Linked DNA regions of Mus musculus: all the other regions are linked to region 1. A link is a contact called in public promoter capture Hi-C data. All regions are on one chromosome and are shown on one strand. Each heading gives the region's core, a stretch centred on a gene start, on an enhancer-like site or on the middle of the called end of the contact. The rest is flanking DNA. Distances are from core to core; before and after follow the strand shown.

Evidence for each region. Promoter capture Hi-C pulls out the DNA fragments that hold promoters and counts their contacts.
Region 2: a promoter capture Hi-C map of hippocampal neurons shows a contact between it and region 1, with 2.9 times the contacts expected there. The contact joins the promoter of D430041D05Rik here to the promoter of Nat10 in region 1. A contact is called at or near these places in 1 of 39 promoter capture datasets (hippocampal neurons), 1 of 484 Hi-C or Micro-C datasets (nephron progenitors) and 1 of 9 other capture datasets (adipose tissue).
Region 3: a promoter capture Hi-C map of erythroid cells shows a contact between it and region 1, with 19 times the contacts expected there. The contact joins the promoter of Cstf3 here to the promoter of Nat10 in region 1. A contact is called at or near these places in 4 of 39 promoter capture datasets (erythroid cells, hippocampal neurons, liver and 1 more), 3 of 484 Hi-C or Micro-C datasets (B cells, CD8 T cells and pro-B cells), 2 of 115 datasets of contacts at active chromatin or transcription factors (astrocytes and memory CD8 T cells) and 1 of 9 other capture datasets (adipose tissue).

Annotation. Positions count from the first base shown.
Region 1 is chr2:103,759,359-103,762,845 of GRCm38.p6, reverse strand. It overlaps Nat10 (N-acetyltransferase 10), which reads left to right and starts at 1,576. Exons shown (of 29, transcript NM_153126.3): 1 at 1,576-1,797.
Region 2 is chr2:104,408,677-104,412,115 of GRCm38.p6, reverse strand. It overlaps D430041D05Rik (RIKEN cDNA D430041D05 gene), which reads left to right and starts at 1,505. Exons shown (of 21, transcript NM_001368844.1): 1 at 1,505-2,187. The coding sequence starts at 1,953.
Region 3 is chr2:104,588,649-104,592,146 of GRCm38.p6, reverse strand. It overlaps Cstf3 (cleavage stimulation factor, 3' pre-RNA, subunit 3), which reads right to left and starts at 1,663. Exons shown (of 21, transcript NM_145529.3): 1 at 1,445-1,663. The coding sequence starts at 1,471.

The sequences.
Region 1 (3,487 bases), core at 327-2,826:
GGATTTCAGATTCCCTGTCACCACGGAGTATCTTGTGCCTTCAAGGATGGTTTCATCTCTGGTTTTACTTAATCCAGGTGGCCAAATCCAGCCTAGCTGTTCTGAATATTAATTCTTTATAGTTACTTTGTCTATAAATACCTAAGTCCCAAGCCCCTCAAATTCAAAAGTCACACTAAAGTGCTTGAATATTAAATGGCCAGTGAAATGGCTCTGCAGCTATCATCACTTGAAGTCAACCCAGACCAGAGTTTTGACTCCTGGGACAAAGGTGGAGGAAGAGAATTGTCTCCAAAACCCTCTAAACCTGCAGGTGTGCAGTTCCATTCCCATACCCATCTTCTCAAGCACATTTGATATTCTACACTGAGAATATTCTACATCAACTATTTTCAGTCCAACTACTTGATAGGGGCAGTTGGCAGTAAGTTGGAAGCTGTCTTTGTTGTCTTTATATTCTTCAGTAAAATCACATGCTTCCACAGCATAGACAGCTCAGCCATCTAGCACTGGCTACCCTTCCCCTGCCCTACTACTTTATCATTCTAAATCTTGACTATCTTATGGCAGTTGCCCCCGTTTGCATCCTGACCTGGTGGTTTCAGATTTTGCAGTGACTAAGGTAATCATAGCCATCATCTCTGTTCCCAAAATTCCAGTTTTTTGTTTTCATTACAACGGAAATACCATATCTGGGCTACTTAAGCAGAATCGACTAGCCTTATTTGCCCATTTTTGTCCTCTTCCTATATTGGTTCCTTTAAAAAAAAAAAAGTCGAGTACTCACAAGGGTCATTATTTCTAAGTTTTGTGTTTTGCTTGTGTCACCACCACCTTATAGGACTTGTCTGCCCATTATAACAAAGTACTGGTAGTTTTATTTTCTTAAGTGCATTTAGAACCTTAGTATTAAGTCTAGGGCTGTATTGGTGACTTAAAACAATATGGCTAGGCATCATGAAGTCTTTAAAGTCCATTGAAATTTAGATTGATATTGAAGTTGGTGCGTAAATTTGGGGAAGGAATTCGTTTTAGATAACAGAACTTGTGCCCAAAAATATAGGATAAACCGATTTCACGTGGCTCATGCTAAAAGGAAAGCAGACATACTTACGGGTATCCTTGTGGATGTGGTTGGATGAGCTTTGAGACCCAATGTTGGGCTTTTAGTACACTTGGCATGAGTAAGAAAAGCCTGCAGAGTACCGCGGCCACGATCGTTGGTACAAAGTCTACAGACATTCTCAGACTGCTGCCGGATGGAGGTTCAAGTAAGATGAATTAAACAATTACTGGGCTAGTTTCATATAAAAGTAGGGAGGTCGATAAAACAACACCTACGCTAGCAACAGCTATTGCCTTGTACAACCCTGCTATAGAGGTTTTTTTCAACATAGCAACAGTGGACGAGTTCCTGTACCAGTGGCAACGGCAAATGCGAGACACCCGGATATCTAAACGATTACTTCCGCCTGTCATAGCCAGGTTACCCGCAGCAAATGGCGAAATGGCGGCCGGGAGTTAGTGCGCAAGCGTAGCGGAGATCCGCGGCGTGTTCTTACGTCATCACTAAGCGTCGAAGCCATGGAAGGTCCCATAGCTGTAGTGGTCCCCTCCCTTCTGAGCACTTGCCCACGTGCTGTCTGCCACTTAAGCGGATTCACGTGCAGCGGCGGCCCCGGCGTAGCTCAGCTGTGTAGAATTTTCTCCAGCAGATTGGTCAGCCTGGGTAGCAACTCGGTGTCTTCACGTGCTTCCGTTGTGCAGCTGCCTGGTGTCGGCCGGAGCAGGGCGCAGGTACTCTTTGCAAGGGACTGGGTCGGATGTTGAGATGTGCGTTTGGGTCTTTCACTGGCCGGTAGGGCTGGCTCGAGTACGGAAGCTTCTGTACCGGCTGGTGCCTGTATCTTCGGACTCTTCGCCTGGACTGCCCTACAGACAGACGTTCCTGGTCCGGGATACTCTGACATGCGGGGCTGGCTTCTCGAGCGCTTTCCGGGAGTGTGGCTCCTTCCCACACTCGGGCTTCTTCTCTCTCTTTGAGAGAATGGGTTGGTGTCAAAACTATTTTCTGAGAAACTCGGCTCCTCGTAGCAGTGGTAGGCTTTGAACTAACGCGGTTTAGTCCCAGATATTCTGCTCTTAAATACTGCAGTATGCCAGTTTATTTGCACTATTTAGCTGTCTCAGTCAGGACATTTGACAGTGCACCTCGTGATGCTTAGTACCCGGTGCTGTGTGTACAAGAATGGATACAGCCGAATGAAAATGACTTGTCGATCAGGTTGTGGTGGCGTATACCGTTAATTCCAGCGCTTGGAAGGTGGAGCCTGGAGTATTTTTTGGAGCTCGAGGCCAGTCTGGTCTGCATAGTGAGACTGTTTGAAAAAACAAAACAAAGCAAACAACAACAACAACAAAACCCAATACGATTCATCTTATTTTCTCTTTCCAATAATGCTTTCCTTATGTATTAAACGTTTCTTGGAACCAGTAATTTTAGATCGTTATCAGATCCCTCACTCTGGCCATTAATTTTACATTAGTTTTGTGTGTAGTTGTATTTCATCTACTTTTAAAAGTACTTTTTAGAATTAAAGCTTGTACTCAGGGGCCTTACCTGTTAATTCTAAGACTCTCCTATTATAACAAAAAATAAGACTCCCCCCCCCCCCCCCCCCCAAGACAGGGTTTCTCTGTATAGCCCTGGCTGTCCTGGAACTCACTCTGTAGACCAGTCTGGCCTCTAACTCAGAAATCCGCCTGCTTCTGCCTCCCAAGTGCTGGGATTAAAGGCGTGGGCCACCACTGCCTGACAAGATAAGACTTTTAACAATTAAGCTGGACTCGTTAACATTAGGTACCCATTCATTTTTTGTAGGTGTTTATGTGGCTGGCAACATAAAGCTTACAAACTGAGTTGCTTTGGACTTGGGTAGATCCCAGTGTAAAGTCTATTTGTTACATCAGTGCCTTGGGATACTAGATTTTTTTTTCTTTTAAGACTTATTTATTTATTATATCTAAACACACTGTAGTTGTCTTCTGACGCACCAGAAGAGGGTGTCAGATCTCATTAAGGATGGCTGTGAGCCACCATGTGGTTGCTGGGATTTGAACTCAGGACCTTAGGAAGAGCAGTCAGTGCTGAGCCATCTCTCCAGCCTGGGATACTAGATTTTTTTTTTACTGCTTTCCCCTTCTAAACAGGCGCCATTTATTGTGATACTGTTTTGTGTTAAGACCTGTTAAAGCCTATGTTTAGGGAAGGAGGTTTTGTTTAAAGCACAACAGGTTCCTGAATTTTAAAATCACACATAGCCTGACACTCTAATACCGGGGGAGTGTGATTGATTGTCTTAATTTTTTTGGGGGGGGGGGCCTATTTGTTATAGGTAATTTGATAACATTTATATTTTATTAAATGCTGGAGGAATTGAGTTTAGGTCCCCAGCTAGGCAAATATTGTACTACTGTACACCCAATA
Region 2 (3,439 bases), core at 256-2,755, 650 kb before region 1:
CGCTCCATGAACTGTCTCACCAGCCCTGGGACTTTTTTGAGTGCTGATATGGCACAGAGGTGTTTCATATTTTTTTGAGCATTTCTGATTTTAAGAACCCACACTACTGCAGTTCAGATCTGAAATGCACGATAAGACACACCTGCTCTCTGAAGTTAGCGTGTGCAAATACATCTCCTGCTTTGCAGTCTAACTGCCGTCCTGCGGACACAGGTGAGGGGGAGACAAGCCTTCTCCAGAACCATGGGCCATCGTGGTATGTGTGTGTGTGTAATAGAGAGAGAGAGAGAGAGAGAGAGAGAGAGAGAGAGAGAGAGAGAGAGAGAGAGACAGAGACAGAGACAGAGACAGAGACAGAGAGAGACACACACAGAGAGAGAGGATGAATGAGAGAGCAGCTTCCATTTCTCAGCATCCCCCTGCTTGCTGTGCTGGGCCTGGAACACACCAGGCCAGGCCGGCCTCAGAGGTTTGACCTCACGGATCTCTTTAGATTGTTTCTTCAGCTTGCCTTGTTCCTTGACCTCCTTCTGGTCTTCTCCCACATGTCACCTTCTCAGTGAAGCCTCTTTACCTCCTGTTTACTGCTGCAATACCTCCATCTCCACTTTCCAGCATTTTACCTTACCATTTTCTCTGAGGCTTTTTAAGCACTGTCTGGTAGTCAATTTATTACCTACAGAGATTATGTTTGTGGCTCCTGTCCAAGTGTCTGGAATAGGGCCCGGCATATAACAGGGCCAGGTCAGTGCAAATGCTTTTCCCTGACACAGTCGCTGGCAAGCAATGGGTGCTGCTGGGTTTGCTGCTATCCTGTGGACAACTTATTGACTGAAGGGAGTTTGAAGCACCTGCGAACTAGATAGCCTGCTCAAGGGTACAGATGCAGAACAAGGGTAAGGGCAGAAGGACAACTCAGCTGACTCTGCCCTTTCATCCTACTAGAGAGAGACTGACTAGTCAGCTCTCTTATTTGGGAAAGACTTTTTGGAAATGCCTGTAGTTGTCCCAAAGCTCAATGCACTGCCTCTCTCATAGTATGGCTGCAACAAATGTTTATAACGTGTTTTATTTACTTCAGTGTTTCATTGCAAATAGGGCACAACAGCTCTAGTTCTTTGGGGGTAAATTTGGCAGGCAGGTGTCTGCCAGCCCCCCAGAGTAGCAGTGAACAACCTGCACCAAGCTCTTCCGCTCATCCTCGGAAAGCTTTTCCAAGATGCAGGTTGAGCACCTAGCTTTCTCAGCACGTTGACCGTCGACCGTGAAGGTATCTAGGTGTCCAGTCCCTTCTCCGGTCAGAGGGCTATCCCAGCCTACCTTTCCTTCTCACGATCTGGGAACCCTGGGCGGAGGAAAGTCCCCCTCAACGAGGACCTCGCCAGCGCAGGGCAGGGTTCAGCCCCGCGCGCGGGAGCTGGGGGCGCGCGGTGGTTTCGCGCGGGGATGCGCGCGCGCGCCTGCCTCGCCTCCCTTGCCCGCTCCTGTGCTACGTGCTTTCTTTGTCAATGAGGCGCCGCTCGGAGCTGCAGTAGCTTTCGCGGCTGGAGCCAGAGCCTAGCGATCCAGTGAACCGACAGAGATAGAGACCTGGGCGCAGGGGCGGCGGCGGGCGGCACGCTGCACGAGCTAGGTCCGCGGGTCTCCGTGTCTCGCAGCCTCGCGCTCGAGGTGTAGCATCCGGCCCTGGGGAGGGGACCGGGGCGCCGCCCGTCCCACCCTCGCCGCACCGTGGGAACCCCCATGCAACCCCGGTACCCGCGCGCCTGAAGCCGCGGCTCCATTGAGCCCGCCTCCCACCGAGGCAGGACGAGCGAGCAGCTCGCACCTCCTGCCTCCCTCCGACTCCCGGGCCATGGCCCGAGATGCCCGGTGAGGAGCGGTGCGCGGAGGGCTGGGCTCACCGGCGCGGTGTGGAACGAGGCAGCGGCCTGGATGTATGAACAGTCCCTATGGCTCTGCAGGAGGCGAAGCCCCAGGGCCCGAGCGAAGCTGAGCCGGCAGCGCGGGAGCCCAGGGACCGGCTCCGGGAGCAAGGGCTCTGCGGGGCGGGCGGGATCGCCGCGCGTTGCCAGGGCGTGAGAAGCTCCGAGGCCCGCCGGTCCGAGGATGTGCTGCTGCGGCGGCCGCTGCTGCTGGGACTCTTGCTGCTGGCTGCCCTCTCCGGGCACTGCTGGGCCGACTCCGGTAAGCGCTTGGCAGCGGCTCTCCGCCCGCGGCGGGGTCTGGAGCCGCTTAACCGCGTGGTGGTGGGTGGTGGGCTCTTTGCAGCACCGCCAGGCTTTTATTTGCCCTTAGCAGTTGCACCAGCGGGCGAACTGTCAGAAATCTGTCTCTTGAGAAGGCATCGTGGGCGGTGAAGAAAGAGGCACGTTTTTATCTTTAATTTTTCCTCCCTGGACAAGTTGTAAATGCTTCCTGGTGGTCCCACAAACACGCTTCCTTTAGCTAGACATGGCGTAGTTAGGATAGCATAAAAGAGACCTGTTCAGTGGGATGTTGTGGATGTTTTGGGCTTCCCGTTGCTAGTATTCACTTTGTCTTAAGTGCAAGGAATGACCTGAGAGTTTGAAGCAATTTCTGTGTCAAAATAGCGTTCCCCCGTTGCTCATAACAGGTTCCCCTCCCTTCCTTTTGGGAATGAGGTACTTAAAATAATTGATTGCATTTTGCAAAAGGTTCAGGCATTGATCAAATGTATACCTATTTTTTACAAGAGGCTCGTTGAAGAAGAGTCACTCTTGGTGCTCAGACCACCAACGATCCTTCAGAAACAGATTTCTGTACTTCCGCGGACGATTTTGTGGATCTGTTGTAACTATTTGGGCAGAATTATTCTGCAGAAGTGCTTTGAAACTTACACTGCGCGGCCAGCCATGGTCTTTGAAATAAGAATGATTGCTATGACTCCCGTGAAGGGCAAGCTTCTGTGTTTGTGGTGGAATTCTAGATTATAGATACATTCAGCCTAACAAATGCAAACCTCTCATTTTAGGTAACTGGTTTCTGTAGTGCTGCAGCTTTTAGTGAGGACCAAGGAGAACCGCCCCTCGCCCTCCAACACGTGTCTATGTATGGCCTTTCCCCATATCAGATTGGAAGTCCCAGTTTTGAAGGAGCTTATACCAGTTTTAAATTACGTATTCTGGTGGGCTATATCTATATAACTGTTTAATTTAAAGCCATTTCCCTTTGATTCACTTAAAAGTCACTGACAAGGAGTCTGTGTGTCCAGGAATTTCTGTTGTGATTCTTTCTTGTAGTTCCAAAATTCAGTAGTTGACCTTCTAGGGACTCCGACCCTCTGGCTTTATATATGTGACACAATGTTGAGAGAAGTCATGAAGAAGGCATAAGGAAGCCCCTTAGTGACCACCGGCTGAGAACCACAGAGGTTTTGGTTAGCACTCACCCAATTCTTGATAGTTCTGTAAACCGT
Region 3 (3,498 bases), core at 414-2,913, 830 kb before region 1:
TAGAAAACATCACACACTGTGTTACTAAGGCTTTTAACTCAGTGGTTGATTGCTTCCCTGCATGCATAAGGCCCGGGGTTCAACCTCTAGCTGGGGTGGAGCAGGATGACCCACAACAAAAACTAAAACCCGCATAGTTCTAAAACAAAAGCATGGCAAATTTTTGTCTTTACAAATTTATATAAAACAGTGAATTTCAGACACATCCAATGAAACCTCAACACCACTCCTTCACTTTCAGAAAATAAAAATGCCAGCCCGGTAAGAGTAGAGTAAAATAAACAGTTTTAGAAAAATAGTTCAAAGACACTGCATTCGTGGGCACCCTGACTTTAGATAAAATGCAAAAGCACTGCCAAGACTTGGAATTAAATTGGTCCTCAAGCGTTTCAGTCACCAAAGTAATTAAGTTCTAATTTGCCTACACTTCATTAACATACAGTCCTATTTTACCTCATCTGTCAACCTCCAATAATTTCTATTTTATTAGCTGGGGATTTGGGAAAAAGAAAAGAAATAAAAATACAAGCGTATTTCATTGCTATAGCAATAAGAAATTTAGGACTTTGTTTTCTTTTAAAACTAAATATACGTGGATCAAGATCAAAACACACACCTTTCAAAAACTCAGTTTTGTTTTTTACAGTAAAAGCCAAACACTAGCCTACAAAATTTAGGATATAAAAGAGCAAAAGAACCAAACATGGAGATGGACGCCTGGAGGCCAAGGAAGCAATCCTGTCAGAAGGTCCTGCCTAGTCAGGGCTACACTGTGAAAACCTATCCAAAACAAACAAACAGCCAAACAGCAAAAGGGTGAGATCTCCTATCTAAAAGTCCCATTTGTAAAATACTTATGTATCATTCATATCTAACCATCCAAACAGATGGTGCCTACAGTGACTAAAGCACATTTCGAGTTTTCAGTTTACCAAATTCTGCAATGTTTGCGTGGTCGTAAAAGCAAAAATAAAGTGTTCCTAAACGAGAGGGGAAGAAAGCGAATCCACAAAATTCCCCCAAAGCTCGGAAGAGCCGTGGCTCTTTTTACCTTCGCTCTCTCGGGGGCCGAATTTTCCAGACTGATTTCGTTATTTCTGGGGACAGAGGACTGGGGGGCAGACGAGGAAAACACTGCCAGCGCAGATACACGTTAGAACAATCTGGGACTACCGGAACACTAAAGTGGTATGAAATACACCGTCCCGACCGAAGAAACTGCAATGGCCAGGGCGAAGCGACGTCTCTGCCATTGTCTAAGTCCCATACTTATTCGTACGAACGCCACAGAGAAGCCCAAACCTGGGAGACTTCGGGGGATGCGCTCCCGATCCCCGGGCTCACTAGCTCTTCAGGGCCCTTGCTCACGCGAACGGGGTGCTCGCACCCACAGGGCTAGAGAGAGAAGAGGTCGCCACGAGGCCCCACCGCTCCCGTTCCTCACCTGCTCCGCGGCTGCGTCTCCTGACATGGCCTCGGGGGACTACAACGTACGCACCAGCCGGCAAAGGGAAGCTAGAAAAGGAAAATTAAACTAAAGGCAAACCCCACCAAAACCAGGAACACTACCCCTGTCCCTCAGAGCCAAAGCCGCCGCCAAATCCGCTGCCGCCGCCGCCGCCGCCGCCGCCCACTCAGATTTGAATTAAAATGGCTGCGCCCCAGCCGGCAGAGGGGGTGTGAGGCGCTTCCGTATTCACTTCCGGGACAGTGGGCGGGGCTGAGGCTTAACTCCCGGATTATTGGAGGTGCACAAGCGCAGAGCGCTCCCAGAGGGCGGGCTCAGTGCGTGAGCTAACGTCACGCCCGGAACTGATGACGCCGCTGTCCAGATTTCCGAGGCCGGCCGGAAAGATCCACCCGATTGGCCTGGGAGCTCCCGCGCTTCTTGGAATTTCACGACTGAGTTGCAGAGCCGAGCTCCTCCCTGCTGAAGCCTGACTGCCAATCCGCTCTGTACAGGCAAACTGACCATTTTAGGGAATAGCGTTGAGAGTTAGTGAATACCTCTCGTGTTTCGGGAATAAGGAGTCTACTAACGCGTTCTGTACGTTTTCTTTTCTTGGGGAGGAGAGGAACACATCAAGTCTGTTTTTTGTTTTTTTGTTTTTTTGTTTTTTTGTTTTTTGTTTTTTTTTTTTTACTTTTGCTGTCACCGTTCACTATTAGACCGGGGATTTTAGTTTAGCGTCTCACCACGATCTCTTATCTGCAAAATTGCGTTGATAGTGGCGAAGGAATGTTGCTTTGCATCCAGACTTCTCACCTACTATAGAGGAGTAGACTGGGCAATTTGCATTATCTGCGTCTCTGTTTCCTTGCCTAAAGATAGGAATAGCAACAGCAGCTAAGATTTAACTTAAAAGGTAAAAGCTCTTATTTGGCTTACGAGTAACCAGGAGGTTATTGAGCGGTGGTGGCACAAGTCTTTAATCACAGTACTCGGGAGACAGAGGCTGGATGGATCTCTGAGGGCAGCCTGGTGTGTAGAGCCCACGGACGAGGGCCATACAATGAGATGCATATATCTTTTTAAGCAAATAGATGCATGAATCAAATGTACATATATTGAGTCACTGCAACATTTGATAATGGAGTCTGAATATTTCAGAAGTCTCCCTCAATGGGGCGTTACTCTTTTAAACTGTTGCTGATGTGACTGACTTAGAAAAATATCCACAATGAGCCAGGATGGTTCAAAGAGTGGAGGTGCTTGCCGTGATGGCCAAAAAACTTGAGTTTGATCCTGGCATCCAATGAGTTGACAGGATAGAACCGACTCCAGGAAGTTATTCCTTGACCTCCACACATGCACTATGGCTTGCAAACTCCTGCACTTACAAACACACAGGCACTCACAAGATAAATATATAAATCTAAAAATAGCCACAAAATTAAGCCAGAAATATAAAATAGCTTATGTGTATATATGTGTGCATGTGTGTGTGCACGCCTATGCGTGCGTGTATTCATCAAAACATTTAAAGAGGTTATTGTTAATGTCACAGATGCAAGGAGAAAGACCACCAACCCAAATCATGATCAAGTTAATTAAAGCAAGACTTTTTTTTTTTTTTTTTTTTTTCATGCACACAGGCTGTCTCTAAGGTCTGGGTCCAAGAGATCAGCCTTGGATGTGGGGAAGATACAGGTGTTTATAGTTCAAGAGTAGAGAGTTGTCAAATGGAAGATTTTGCAGGCAAATAAGAGAGGCTACGAAGCAGAACATAACAAGCTGGTCATAACCTGAAACAAAGTCATGGCTGCCAGGTGATAATAACAAGGTGGTCAAAAGAAGGTGATCATAACAGCAGGTGAGCACAATACACTTCTGAAACAAAGGTGCGGTTGCCAGGTGATCAGAACTAACCCCTGAAACAAAGGTGCGGTTGCCAGGTGATCAGAACTACCCCCTGAAACAAAGGTGCGGTTGCCATTTCCTGGAATAGGCCATATAAAACCATTAGTAGTTAAAATAATAGGTGAGGCATAGCCCAA